Regions from separate parts of the Cyprinus carpio genome. Here region 1 is linked to region 2. The links are chromatin contacts, called in public Hi-C maps. All regions are on one chromosome and are shown on one strand. The core of a region is the stretch at or near the end of the contact, and the rest is flanking DNA. Distances in the headings are between cores, read along the strand shown. Region 1 holds the start of LOC109047209 (mid1-interacting protein 1-B). Region 2 holds the start of LOC109047211 (renin receptor-like).

Region 1 (7,099 bases), core at 3,614-6,113, 180 kb before region 2:
TGAGTGGCAAATGTGATACTGATCTTATACAACAGTTCAGTAAGTAAGAAGGTTAATATTGTGTTATTTTAGACACAATGTTGTCTGTTTTGCTTAATTTTGCCAACGAAAATATAAAGACAAAGCAGAACTTTTCGTCTCTGAGCAACACACAGCGGCATTTCATTTCTTAATCCACATTTTGAACGAACTGGGTGAACCATTTGGTGCACTGAACCACTGGCCATTGGCGTGTTGGTATTTGAAGCGGCACTGCACAGACCGATCGGTTTATCACATCAAAGTACCGCAAGAGCGATTCAAAAGCGAAAGGAGCCATATGTTTATAGCTCTTGTGGTATTTTTGATACGTCAAAGTACCGCGAGAGTACTATGACATCCGCTTCAAGTCGAACAAGCTTAATGATTCAGTGAAACCATTCATAAAGAACCATTACTTCACTCCTGAATGAATCAGCCATCTGAAGAATCAAATGAATAAATGACTCGATGACATAATCATTAAGACATTTTACCTCCACCTACTGGCAGTTTTAGTTTATTATTTTGAGTATCATTTCATTAAATTAATAATTTCATATTTCCACAGTAATAATAATAAAATTAATAAAGTAAATTATTAAAGGTATAGTTCACCCACCCAAAAATGACAAGTGTGTCGTCATTTACTCTCACACAAATGGTCCCAGAAGAGTATATGTAATACATTTTATCAAACAAAATATTTCTTGCTTGAAGCTACTTTTTTTGTAATGTCTGTTTAATGCTTTACACAACAATGACTTTAAATGCTTTTGGGAGTAATTTTCTCAGAATTAGATTAATTAATTGCAACATCATGTAATTAATAGATTAAAAATTTTAATTGCTTACCAGCCCTAATGAATTTAATATATATATATTTTATATATATATATATATATTTGAAAATCTATTTAAATTCATTTTAAAATAATTAAAATCATTGTAAAATGTGTGTGTGATGGATAATTAAAATCGTTTGTTAAAATGTTTTTTAATTTTATAAATTTATTTTTTTTAACAAACTTGATCTTGCCTCTTTGAATATGCAGAAATTTTAGTACTGTAGTGGAGTGGAGGGATGTTCAGTGAATAGTGACTTAAATTTCAATCTCCTCACCAAAGCTGTACTAAGAAAACTTTGTGTGTGAGAATGTATTTAAACCTCTTTCCCCTTTCTACAGGCACAGAAGACGTACGACACCTTGGAAAGGGAAAGCAACCCAAAAATGCTAGCACACCTCATTCTTTCTCATCTTTTTTATTCTCTCTCCTCTTATCTTTCATTCTGTCTTTCCTGCCTTCCTTTTTCTCCTTTCCGTCATTCCTTAATCATGCAGTTGTGCCATATCCAAAGCCTCTCCTTTCGAAACATCAGCGTTAGCGTGGAAAGGGAAATGGTTTTAAGACGCACTCCTGCGCACGCGTACTTTACTCTGTACAAAAACTTTGCATGCGGAAACCATCTCACACACACTAGAACTAAAGTCAACAGCGTTTCTGTAACACCGCGTCCTAACCGATCACATACAAGCCAATCAATATCGCAATCTCTCTCTAGCTGCATATCAAATATGTTCAGGTTAGCTGTGGTTTTGCCGCTTTTTCTATTTTTAGACAGAGATAAATGCAACTTAAGTGTGGTTTGTTGGATATCTATCCATTTTCTGAGAAGCAAAACTATTTAAAAGCTGTTTTTTCTTATCTATCTGCCATTTTGCTAGCTTGGTTTCTATTTGTCACATTGCAGTTGGTAGCTCCGCCCACAGTGAATTCTCATTGGTCCAGATTGCTGTATATTACACATCAAACATTCTGATTGGCTATTGTGGCTTTGCGCAGTATTTTCACACATCTGGTTAGGACACGGTGTTACTTAACCCCTAAAAAGTGACTTCAATGCAGATTTGATTAGTTAATTGCTCTTTCAAGAGGACAACTATAAAAAATAAAAAAATACAGATGACAAGATGTTTTTGTTGTTGTTGTTGCTGTTGTAAAATCTTTGGCAAAGGGGTTTATCTCAGAAATGGCTTTTTTTGTCTTCGTTTTTTGTTCCTCTTATCGGTGGTTTGTTGGTGGTTTGTTGAAATAATGTAGTGTAGTAAACATCAATTTTGTCTTGTCTTAAAAGCCAAAAACAAGCAATTTTCTGCCACATATAGCTGCGTGCAGAACTCAAATACATTTAGACTGAAGATTAGACTGACAACATGTGCCCTTAAAACTAGTGGCTTTTATGTCATTGTAAGACAAGCAGATATTTCAGAGCACTATCTAAACACTGTTTAATGGGCGGTTGAATGGGTAATTTTGCAGTTTATGGGTTGTAGTTACAGTTTTACACCACATCTACTTTGCGAGACACTGTATTTTCTATTATTTTGTGGCTTTTTACTGTAAGAATGTAATCAGCTCTGGGAATTTTCAATCTGCATGAGATATATGAAGGATAAAAAAAAATGATATTTCTGAGAATGCATAGAAGAAATATATTTAAAAATATAGCATCTTACAAAAGCTCTAAAAAGGTTACCGTTTGTCAGAATGCTTTGCGAAACTGTTATATATATACACACTGTTATATAACTTTTTTTGTACTCAAAGTAAAAATAATAATAATCAGCATCATGTGATGCTAGAGTGATTATGTTGGCAGGAGAACAGCTCTTAAACGCTGGAGGAATCTGATTTACAACTTTATATGAAGTGGAATAATCCCAGGTTTTCTGGAGGCTTTGTTTGTTCATTTTTGCAAGAATAAACCAAGCTTAAGACACCTCTGCTGTTTATTTATTGTTTATTTATTTGCATGTGTGGTAGAAAACGCTGCAGTCTTTGGCTTTCTTTACTTTTTATTTTGAATCGTGAAGTACTGTCAACTGAATTCCATATTTATGTGTGTCAGGGTGCATTTCTCTTTAATTTTGTGTTATTGTTTTGTATGGTTTTCTCATTGATCATTAATTCTCATTTAGGACGTGTAGCTGTTATATTAATATGTCAAACCATCATTTCTGCAGCTGCCCCGTGTGCTGATGGGTCATTAAGTATTAGAGTCCAGAATTCATAGTCTGAACACACGTGATGAACTACACATCTCCAGATAGACGAGCGGAGTAATAATATACTTTGTATAATAAAAAGAAAACTTTTTAAAATGCATCACCAGCTAGCATGCCAACAAAATGTACCTTGATATTGTAAACAACCGTGATCTCTATGAATAAAATGGTTCTTCGTCGTTATCAGCTTCTGGTTTGTCTGGTTTGTGTGTTTGTGGTTAAACTTGATGACTCTTTTTCCCCAGACGCGTTCTGGTCGTGATTTCTAAATTGCGTAAAAGGTCCAGGTTTGGCTTTGGTTTCTTTTTGACGTGCTCTCCACTGTCCTTGTACGTACATGAATTCTAAACGCACTAAACGTGTGCTTTTGACTATTTTCTTTGGTTTTGACCATTTTGATTTACACGACTGGTCGATTATGCACTGGTATGCATGGTATACTTTTCAGTCATTACCTTCAGCAAGTATGTAAACAATAGGAAAACAAAGCGAATAAACCCCGGACTTTTTAGACCATTTAGAAATCCCGGCCAGGACATGTCCGGGAAAAAGAGGACGTATTATCACCCTAATGATGTGACAATTAGAACTTGTTGTATCATGGCTTGAAGGCAGAACGCTGTTCCCTTCCTGACCGCTAGATGGGACCACGATGTTGTTGAAAAACGTAACGGGGCCCCAGCAGCCACAATGAAAGGAGCTCTCCATTCATGGGGAAATCCCATGCAAATAATCATGCAGACATGGATTTCAATGCAGATATTGTGTCTTCTGAGAATAAGAAGATCATATATAAAGAACAGATCCAATGCCCCCCCAAAAGCAAGTCCTACTATCTGTCTGACACTTTTAATCTGAAACGTCAAAACAAGAGGCGTCTACATGAACGTGCTTGTTCCACTTACTTTTGATAGCGAATTGTGCAGTACATTTCGTCCTTATTGTGAGCAGTTTATCCACTGTTTTATCATTGAAAACCCAAACAAACCTCATTTTGTGACGTGGTTTGCATAAAGTGGCCTTGTGCTATCTTTCTTTACAATAAAATTCACTTGATATTATTCAAAGCAACGACTGAAAAGCGACTTGAGCGAACAAATACATCTTGGTGAGGCTGTATGTAGATCTGTGTTTGATTTAGGACATCCACCCTTGTCCCTCGTGTCATTATACATCTCGCGTAGCCTACTCATATTTGCAAGTTAGTATTTGCATAATTCCACTGATCTGTGCAGGCTTGGCATACAGTCTCTTTAGGAATACACTGAACTTTTTTTTTTTTTTAATAAAGTAGGCTGTCTTATTTATTTTGTCTGTTTGTGAAAAATTACTACCTTTATATGTTTCAGCCATCATAAAATATCGTACTGAGGATGTGAAGAGTATTTTCGGTTCTTGTTGGCATAAAGCCATTATCCTTGTAAAGTGGTGTAAGATCAGAAAGCTCCATTTATAGACACAAAATACCGTTTTTTAAAAATATTAATTTGGTATTCGACATTTAAGAGTGGGAAGTTAAAATAAAGCGCATGAAGAAACCGTTGTGGCGCTGTAAGTGTGAGCTCTATACGCAATGTAGGTACTTTCATCAGTTCGGTAGTTCCCTCATGCGCTGTTCTTCTCGTACACTGTCGTGTGTCTTTGACCGTGAGCTGGAGCCTTGGCACGCTGCTGGATTCCCTTTCTGCCCTCTGATTGGCTGTCGAGAGGCGCCGTCCTCCTGGCGACTGGCTTCTGATTGGACAGAGCGGCTGAGCGGTTGTGGGCTGATGCCTCGTCTCATGAATATTCATAAGCGGCATAGAGCTACATGCGGCCTCACCCTCGATCCGTTGCTAGACGAGTGTGTTATCTTTCAGCGACTTTATCATCGGTTTCCTTGGACTTTGCCGGACGTTTTCGGATTTAAGGGAAGACGAATATCAGCAAAGGTGGGTGTTTAGAAGCTTGCGTTATTTGATATAGATTGACGCTTAGTTTGCCGGCCGGCTTTTTCTTTAGGAAATCAAGGAGTGGCAGGAAGCATATAAAGCGCGTTCAGAATACAGTTTTTAATACATATTTGAATTCAATTCGAATTAGTTTTACTAAATACCTAATAATCTGTATATTTAATTCCAAGGCATGTTTGACCACATACTGCAAAATATTAGTAAACTTATTCTTTATATTTATTGGATTCTCTGCCTCATATTCTACATTTCACACAGATTTTTCTTTTGATTATATAATATTGTGAGCATCCCTACTAATCTTCCACACATCTGTGTTATTTCAGGTTACATTATCCGGTTACGACCTGGTTACACGTTTGATTGATGTGTGCAAGCCACGCCCTTGCCTTAGATCCACCTGCGCTTTCAGAAACTCACTTTAGTGAAGCGCACAAGTAACCTGAGCACTCTCTGGACACGATTTATAGTGGATAAACCCTCCATTCGATCTTTCTGGACCGTCCAGCCTAAGAACAACCAACGTTACCTTATCTACTGCTGCTCTTCGTTCTGCCTCTGATCAAAACCCTCCAGGTCAATAAGACAGCAAAGATGATGCAAATCTGCGATTCCTACAACCAAAAAAACTCCCTCTTCAATTCCATGAACCGGTTTATTGGTGCCGTGAACAACATGGACCAGACGATTATGGTGCCAAGTTTGCTGAGGGATGTCCCATTGGACCAGGAAGGGGAGAAAGAGGTGAGCTCCTTCCAGGATGGGGACATGTACGGCTCTTATGTGCTCCTCAAATCAATTAGGAACGATATCGAATGGGGTGTACTTCAGGCCGACGAGAGGCGTAAGGAAAAGCATGGCGTGACGACGGCCCTGGAGATGTCTCGCATTGAACCGAACGATGAGGACTTGGAGAAGCTGTTTCATTTTCATCTAAACGGACTGCACACGGTTCTGTCAAAACTCACCCGAAAAGCCAACACTTTAACAAACAGGTACAAGCAAGAAATTGGTATCGGTGGCTGCGGGAATTGAAATGAACTGGAGTTTACTCCATCCATTGCCGGTGGACTGCAAAAAAGTTCACAAGGGGGTGCAGCAGGGGCCGAAGCCAAATGGGCCCCTGGTGGCTTCCGTGCATCTTTAATTCCCCGGATCAGAAAAAAAGACTTGTACTCGACGCCGGTTTACAAGCACCCTTAATTCCCCTGCTAATATCCCTTGATATTGTTTGCACAACCTTGATGCTGGCTTGGAAACAGGCTTTTGAAATTAAATGCGATTTATTTAAGCAAACAGGCCAACATTTAACATTTAGATATGCAAAAGACATTTCATTGGTCGTTATGGTAGTTTTGGCGGTGTATTAATGTAGATTATAACAGGTTGGGCTGAGAATTAATATCACTAATTATGTATGAAACGCACATTTCAACACTGAAAAGCCACTGGTACTTTATGACGTCAATCGTTGATGGAATCATATGATGGTTCTTATGGATGTTGACAGATTCCTGGAGATTACGTCACAGATACTGTTGGTAAAAGTTCTAGAAGGAAAGTTGTGTCATGTATTTTTTTTTCTATCACAAAGATGGTTTGGAAAATAAACATTTTGTAAATGCAACCCCACTGATGTGACTGTGTGTTTAACTCATGATTAACAATGAATCATTTCCTTCTGGGATGTCCTTGCAAAATATCACTTTACAGTAGTGTACTTGCCTTATCCTGCTCAGCAAACATTTGCCTGTGTTGGCGCGCACAGCTGCTGCTGAGGTCCGCAAAGGGATGAGGCACGTTATAGTTAAGACCTGGCAACATCTGACAGAGCTGGGCACCTGCAGTGCATTTTTCCATTTCGTACTGCTGAGTCACTGCTTGAGCTGCACTTAATGATGGACGTCTCTAATCTAAGCTGCCCAGTGCCCACACTAGTTTAATAGGCCTAAAGGCACTACTGTAAGAAAAAGCCTTATAAATTAAAGGAATGATTTGCTGATGCCTGTGTGGCCAGCTGACAGTTTTCTGTGGCATCCTGTCAAATTGTAATTAATATTG
Region 2 (6,613 bases), core at 3,787-6,286:
GTATAGCAGGTATCATTTTGGTTGTACTTTTGTTGTCAAAAAGTCAAAATAAAGATAATTAATTAGTTGTTGGAATGTGATCAGAAATGCACTTTCAAAAAGTAATGTGATCAAGTTGAAATGTGATCAGAAATGCACTTTCAAAAAAAAATAAATGACAGACTTCACTGGAGCCTAGAAATATGAAGCTGAAACCAAAGCTTTATTTAAAATTTTAGGCTAAAAGGACACATTAATGGTGCTAATGTCATGGGTAAACTTTTTAAAAATGTTTAATGAAAGTTTTCATTAAAATGAAAGAAACGTTCTTAGTGCAACATCGTTTAAAGCTGATGAAATTCTCAGGATGTTTTAAGTGCTAAGAACACTTTTGTAAACCTGGGAACAAAATTACTGGAACTATTCATCCTATTCATCAACTACCTACTGAAATGATTAGCTTAATAATCAAAGCTCCAAGCAAGTTCCCACAACCTAAATTTAACGTTTGAAATGCATTCCATTTTTAGAGCATTTAGAACGTTTCAGAACATTAAGATGTTAGCTAGGATGACGTATGTTTATAATTAAATAAGAACTAATTTAAATAGAATATTTGTAAATATGGCTGATGTTTGTGGCCGCTTTGCACGAGAGGCTGTTTTTGTCGCGCCTAGAAGAGGAGCAGGATAATCGCGCGAGCTGCGTGTGTAACAGGATTGCTCGGGGCTTTGACGGAGGATGTATTGGCCACCGCCTGACGGGCAAACCCTTCCCCCACACGCAAGCCTTATCCCCGGGGGAGGCGACCTGGAGGTCACAGCGCTGGGGAACGCGCTTAAAGAGCTCGGGAACGTGCTCAGAGTCCTATTTTCACAGGCGAACGATTAGTGTTTGAACAAAATTCGGAATGGAGATATAGTGTAATGAAGAAGTCCAGTATAAACTGTAAAAACAGACTTTAATTTATGTATAACATTATAACATAATTCAACATGAACATATTCATCAATTCTGTTTCTAGAGAGATGACATGATCCAGAGATGTTTTAAAGTCTAATGCCATTTAAAATCTTTTTAAGTTTTATGGTTTTGTCTAATATTTTGGTCAAACTACAAGTTGGTGTTTTTGTCAAATAACGTAATAAAGGTCCAGTATACTGTGACATGTGTTGGATGGCCATTTGGATTCTTACTTTAGAAAATCTAAAAAATAAAACAAATACGTGAATAAGTTCTTCACAGTCTTATTGATTTGGGCCTCTCAAGTAATTTATCTAGGCTGAATATTGCAATATGAAATCCTTCCCAAGCATCTAACTAGAATTAACCAGTAGCAAATGAGACCCAAATTCAATCAAAACAGACACTATTTGAAGACTATAAAACGTACAATTCTGAAGAGATAATAAAAGAAAACGATAATGTTATCTACTGATAAGAAAGAGACAAAGCGTCTTTGTGAGCAACGCTCCAATATGTGAGAATGTATGGGAGTATGAACGTATTGAGTTGATGTTTTCAGAGACTGTGTTGGACATACATATTTAAACAACGGGCACTCCCGAATCTCCTAAAATGAATCCTGAAATAAACAGGCCGTTGGGTCTAATTTAACACGGCGAGGGCCTTATAGGATATTAGAATTCTTCAGCTGACACAAACGCTCCCCATTCATTAAAATCTAAATAAATAAGAGGCGAGTGTGGTGGGCTTTTGTATTGTTGTTTAATCTGATCTCCTCAAGGCCGCCCCTACCTTCCCCCATGCAGCCTTCATTTATACATGCATGGGGTCTCTCTCTCAAACCCCCGTCCCACCCTCTTCAGCTCTCCATTGTGTTCAGTGCCCGAGGCGCTGCGCTTCGCGTTTTCTCGCGGAATAAAGAGACAGAGGAAGGGGAAGAGACGAGTGAGTGGCCGTCAGCGCCGGTGTTAATGTCTTCTCATCGAGAGGTTGTCACTTGCAGGCGTGATCTGTCATTCAAACCGGTCAGACCAACAGAGAACGGGCCGAGTCACCGTCTGCACTTGTGAAAACGGTAGAATTGCTCCAGAAATACTTAATATATGCATCTATCTTTTTTTTTTTTTTTTTTTTTTATTTTTTTTTTTTTTTTTTTTTTTTTTTTTTTTTTTTTCTATCTATCTATCTATCTATCTATCTATCTATCTATCTAATGTATCGTTTTATTTACGTGGTATTTAGATTTATTTATTTATTGACATGGTAAATAAAATAAAATATTAAAAATATAAAATATTTTAAAAATAAAATATTTTAAAAATAAAGATAAAAAGCTCTACGTTGCTTTAAGTTATTAAAAATACATTAAAAAACAATTTAAAAATACAAAATGCAAAAATTAGCTACTGGAAAAAAAACTCTCATTAATGCCACAATTGTTGAAAACAGAAGTGTTGCCATATAATAAATGAATAATTAAATTGGTAGGCCTACTTATTTTAATAATAATCATATATATTTTTTAAATGTATGAAAATTAAATATATATATATATATATTATTATATATATATATATATATATATATATATATATATATATAAATGTATGAAAATTAAATATATATATATATATATGCAAAAACACAATTAATTACAAAAAGACACAAAATTATAAAATAAATAAATAAATAAAGTTTTTATTGGTATTGATACAATGTTTTATTACTATAACTTAAATAAATAAGCAAACAAACAAATAAACAAATAAATAAAATTGCACTTATTTTAATAATAATAATAAAACAAGTCACAATGTTGTATTATTGTAACTTTCAAATAAACAATAAGATATTCAAGAATTGGCTTATTTTAATTAATATATATAGGCACCCATTTTATTGTTTTTTTTTAATATCATATATTTATTAAAAGGTACATCTTCATATAGAATAACCCTGAAACAATATTTAAAATATTTATGATTCATAAATTAATTATTTATCTAATAATATCTTACACTTCTCTAATAATAATAATAATAATCATTCCTAATATTTATATAGCACTTTTCTGTGCACTCAAAGCGCTTCACATAGAAGAGGGGAATCTCCTCCACCACCACCAGTGGTTATTACTGTATATACTGTATATTATAACTGTAATTAATAATTTACATGCTCATGGATGACACGGAACTCCAGGCAGACTTCTGCAGCGTTGCCCTATCAGGGTCATTGAGTCGGCAGTGTCCCGTTGGGTGGGCCGATGGCTGGGTCAGTCTAATTGTCTGCTATTGAATTACCTAATGGAATGTGAAAATCAGAGGAGGCGTGTCACGGGGTCGCGCTCAGCGCGCTCCAGTCCCGCTGCTCAGGGCGAGAACGGACCTCAAACACTGTGCGGGACAAAATCTCCTCCGCGGGCAAGAGACGGAAACAGTGCTTTTGAAACGATCATGTTAAATGGATTAGGTTGTGGGTGATATTTCTGATATTTGTTATTGACTGAAAGACCAAAGCAAATGATGTGTGTTGCCCATGAGTGTTTTGAACGTATATTAAAAGGATAATTGGAGTGTAACAAGCTCTCTTCTTTTGCTATCATAGTTATAAAAATTATAACTTTAATCGAAAGAGCATGCAGAAAATGTGCACTCTGAAAGTGAAAGTGTTGAAAATGTTACAAAGTGTGTCACCAGACCTAAAATATACCCTATGCCAATTTCAATGTTTTTGATGTGTGTTTATGTGTGTGCGTGTGTGTATGTATATATATATATATATATATATATATATATATATATATATATATATATATATATATATATATATATATATATATATAATGTGGATCAACTCTCTATTGCCTATTTTTGAAAACACACCATGATTTTGTCTTATGCAGCAGTAGGCTGCTAGCTTATACTATATATCAGTATTATATATAATTTAATTACCAAACATATTCTCAACGTCTGAGTCATCATCAATCTGATCATCAGCCTACAGCTCACCAAGATATGTATATTCTTTATATAAATAACTATCATGCATGCAGCCTCTTTACTTCTATTTCAACTCAGACTTTATTTTCAATATACTACTCGTTGACTTATTGACTTGTTTTGAAATATCATGAGTCACATAAGGCTTCTCGGCCGAACATGTGGCGATGATCTGCGTTAGGAGACACGTGAAACTAATGTCACAGGCGCAGGGAGATGATCGCTGGCTCGCGGAGATAAACACGGGCGATACGAGCAGTTAGTGACGGAACAAGAGCTCCTCCAAGTGGACAACGGTGATATTACAAGAAAATCAGCACGCTTGGAGAGGACCATCAACGATACGAGGCAAGATCATGGTCCTCAGATTGTATTCAAATTGCTAATAAAAACAAGAAATGTATGCATATAAATACTATGACCTACAAATTGCTAGTTTAACTTCGGTAGTGTTTTTGTTATTATTATTATTCTGTCTTTTGAGCTGTAGCAGTATATGGAATCAAATCAAAGTGTAGCCTATTTATGCTCTAATTATACACAATTATAATACACTATCCTGTTATTAATGTATTTCATCAGAAAGAAGATCCGCAGTCAAGTTAGGATGAAAACGAGGCTATGAGGGAGAGACGGTCTTTATAATGGCAAGCGATGGACAAATGTCACAACTTTTAAAAACTCTTTTATGAAGTTTTTGTCTACATTTGTTTAATCTGTATGTTGCTAATCAACATTATAATCCACTGAACATAAGCTACCTCTATTCCTCACAGCCTTGTTTTCATTCCTGTCAGAAATCAAATTTGGTAGCCTACGTGCTACAAGCTAAGTGATGTAGTAAGCTAACTGAGTTTAAAAAAATCGAAATAATAAAACTTAGGCTATATTATCGAAAACATTTTTTCGAGATGGTTCTTCACGTCACTGCTTACTTTCTCAGAAAGTCTCTTTTGGTGTTAATTGTGTCGCTTAATAGCATTATAAACCTATTTTAGCTAGCAAATTTGCATGATCGAACATTCATTTTTAATTAAGGTCTGTCAGATAAGGTTTAAAAGTGCCGCAGTGAAAGCCGAAGCGCTACAGGGACAGCAGCAGCGACGTCATGACGCACGACGTCATGCGGTGGGCCCGTGTCACGTGACCGGTATTGCGAGGAAGCCAGTCCATCAGAAAGACCCTGCTGAGATGAATCGACCAATTATCAGCACGGTGTTTGCGCTTTTATGCCTTTTATCAGGTAAATTGACGTTATACTGTATCTTTTATATGTACGGGGTTTTATTTAGCCGGGTCGGTGTGTTTTTAGCGCTTGTTTAATGAAAAAATTACGAGTGCAGTGAGCTAATCCGCAGTCATGTAACTCGATCCAGTTGATCTCTTTTATACAATTAATTGAATCCATTTTATTTATGTGGATCTGCTACGATATTGTGTTTATGTGGCTTTATGCTGTGAAATACAAACGGTTTTTGCTGTTAAATGTTGATAGTGAATGAGGAAGCCCTAGCAAGTCATGTGACAGTCATGTTCATTAAAAAACATCTTACGTTGTTGAGCAGTAATATGGTTGTTATAGTATTGATATGAGTTTTAAACTGGTCATTGTGTTAGGAAAGGGCTTTTCAATGTTTAGTTTTTTTAGAAGCCAAAATGTTATCATTTTCGTACGAAAGGCATTTATATATTTGTATGTGCTTAGAAATTCCCAGTTTTTACAGAACAAGAAATCATATTATAAATATGCGATATTATTTGGAAAATATTTAGTTTGTTACGTTACATTATTTAGCTTTTTTACTGTACTACTATAAGATGGTACTGATAGATGTTTATATTTATTTGTATGAATATATTTATTTTCGTCATTTCTTTTACTTATTTTAATATAATTTGTATTTATTTTGTTAAATCTTATTTTTATTATTATTTAATTTATATACAGTACAGGTCAAAAGTTTGGAAACATTACTATTTTTATTGATTTTTTTTTAGAAGTTTGTTTTGCTGATAAATACTGGATTTTTTAGCATCAAAAAAAATACATTTATTTGATTGTAATATTGTGATATATTATTACAATTTAAAATAATTGTTTTTAAATTTATTATACTTTAAATTATCATTTATTTCTGTGATGCAAAGCTGAATTTTTAGGATCATTATCACATGATCCTTTAGAAATCATTCTAATATGATGATTCATTATCAAAGTTGGAAACAGTTCTGCTGCTTAATATTTTTTCAGAACATGTGATACTTTTTTAGGATACTTTGATGAATAAAAAGTAAAAAAATATAAATATTTTGTAATAACAATATACACTACTGGTCAGTAATTTGGGGTCAGTAATTTTTTTTTTTCTTTTTTTTTAAATAAAATCAATACTTTTATTCAGCAAGGATGTGTTAAATTGATAAAAAGTGATAGTAAAGAAAATATATTATTAGAATATATATTATTAGATTTTTTTTTTTTTAATTTTGAATAAATGCAGTTCTTTTTAACCATTTATTCATCAAATATATTAGACAGCAGAACTGTTTCCAACACTCATAATAAATCAGAATATTAGAATGATTTCTAAATGATCATGTGATAGACTGGATGTTACATGTGACACTGAAGGCTGGAGTAATGATGCTGAAAATTCAGCTTT

What was found. A called contact is a pair of places that touch in the nucleus more often than the background predicts.
Region 1: a contact with region 2 is called in a Hi-C map of skeletal muscle, with 6 times the contacts expected there. The contact joins the promoter of LOC109047209 here to the promoter of LOC109047211 in region 2. A contact is called at or near these places in 2 of 8 Hi-C or Micro-C datasets (liver and skeletal muscle).

The regions. Positions count from the first base shown.
Region 1 is chrB22:18,793,303-18,800,401 of ASM1834038v1, reverse strand. It overlaps LOC109047209 (mid1-interacting protein 1-B), which reads left to right and starts at 4,863. Exons shown (of 2, transcript XM_019064918.2): 1 at 4,863-5,017; 2 at 5,365-6,665. The coding sequence starts at 5,633. The coding sequence ends at 6,073. tspan7b (tetraspanin-7b) reads left to right here. Exons shown (of 8, transcript XM_042749918.1): 8 at 1,206-1,992.
Region 2 is chrB22:18,610,439-18,617,051 of ASM1834038v1, reverse strand. LOC109047211 (renin receptor-like) reads left to right here and starts at 5,036. Exons shown (of 9, transcript XM_042749101.1): 1 at 5,036-5,193. The coding sequence starts at 5,142.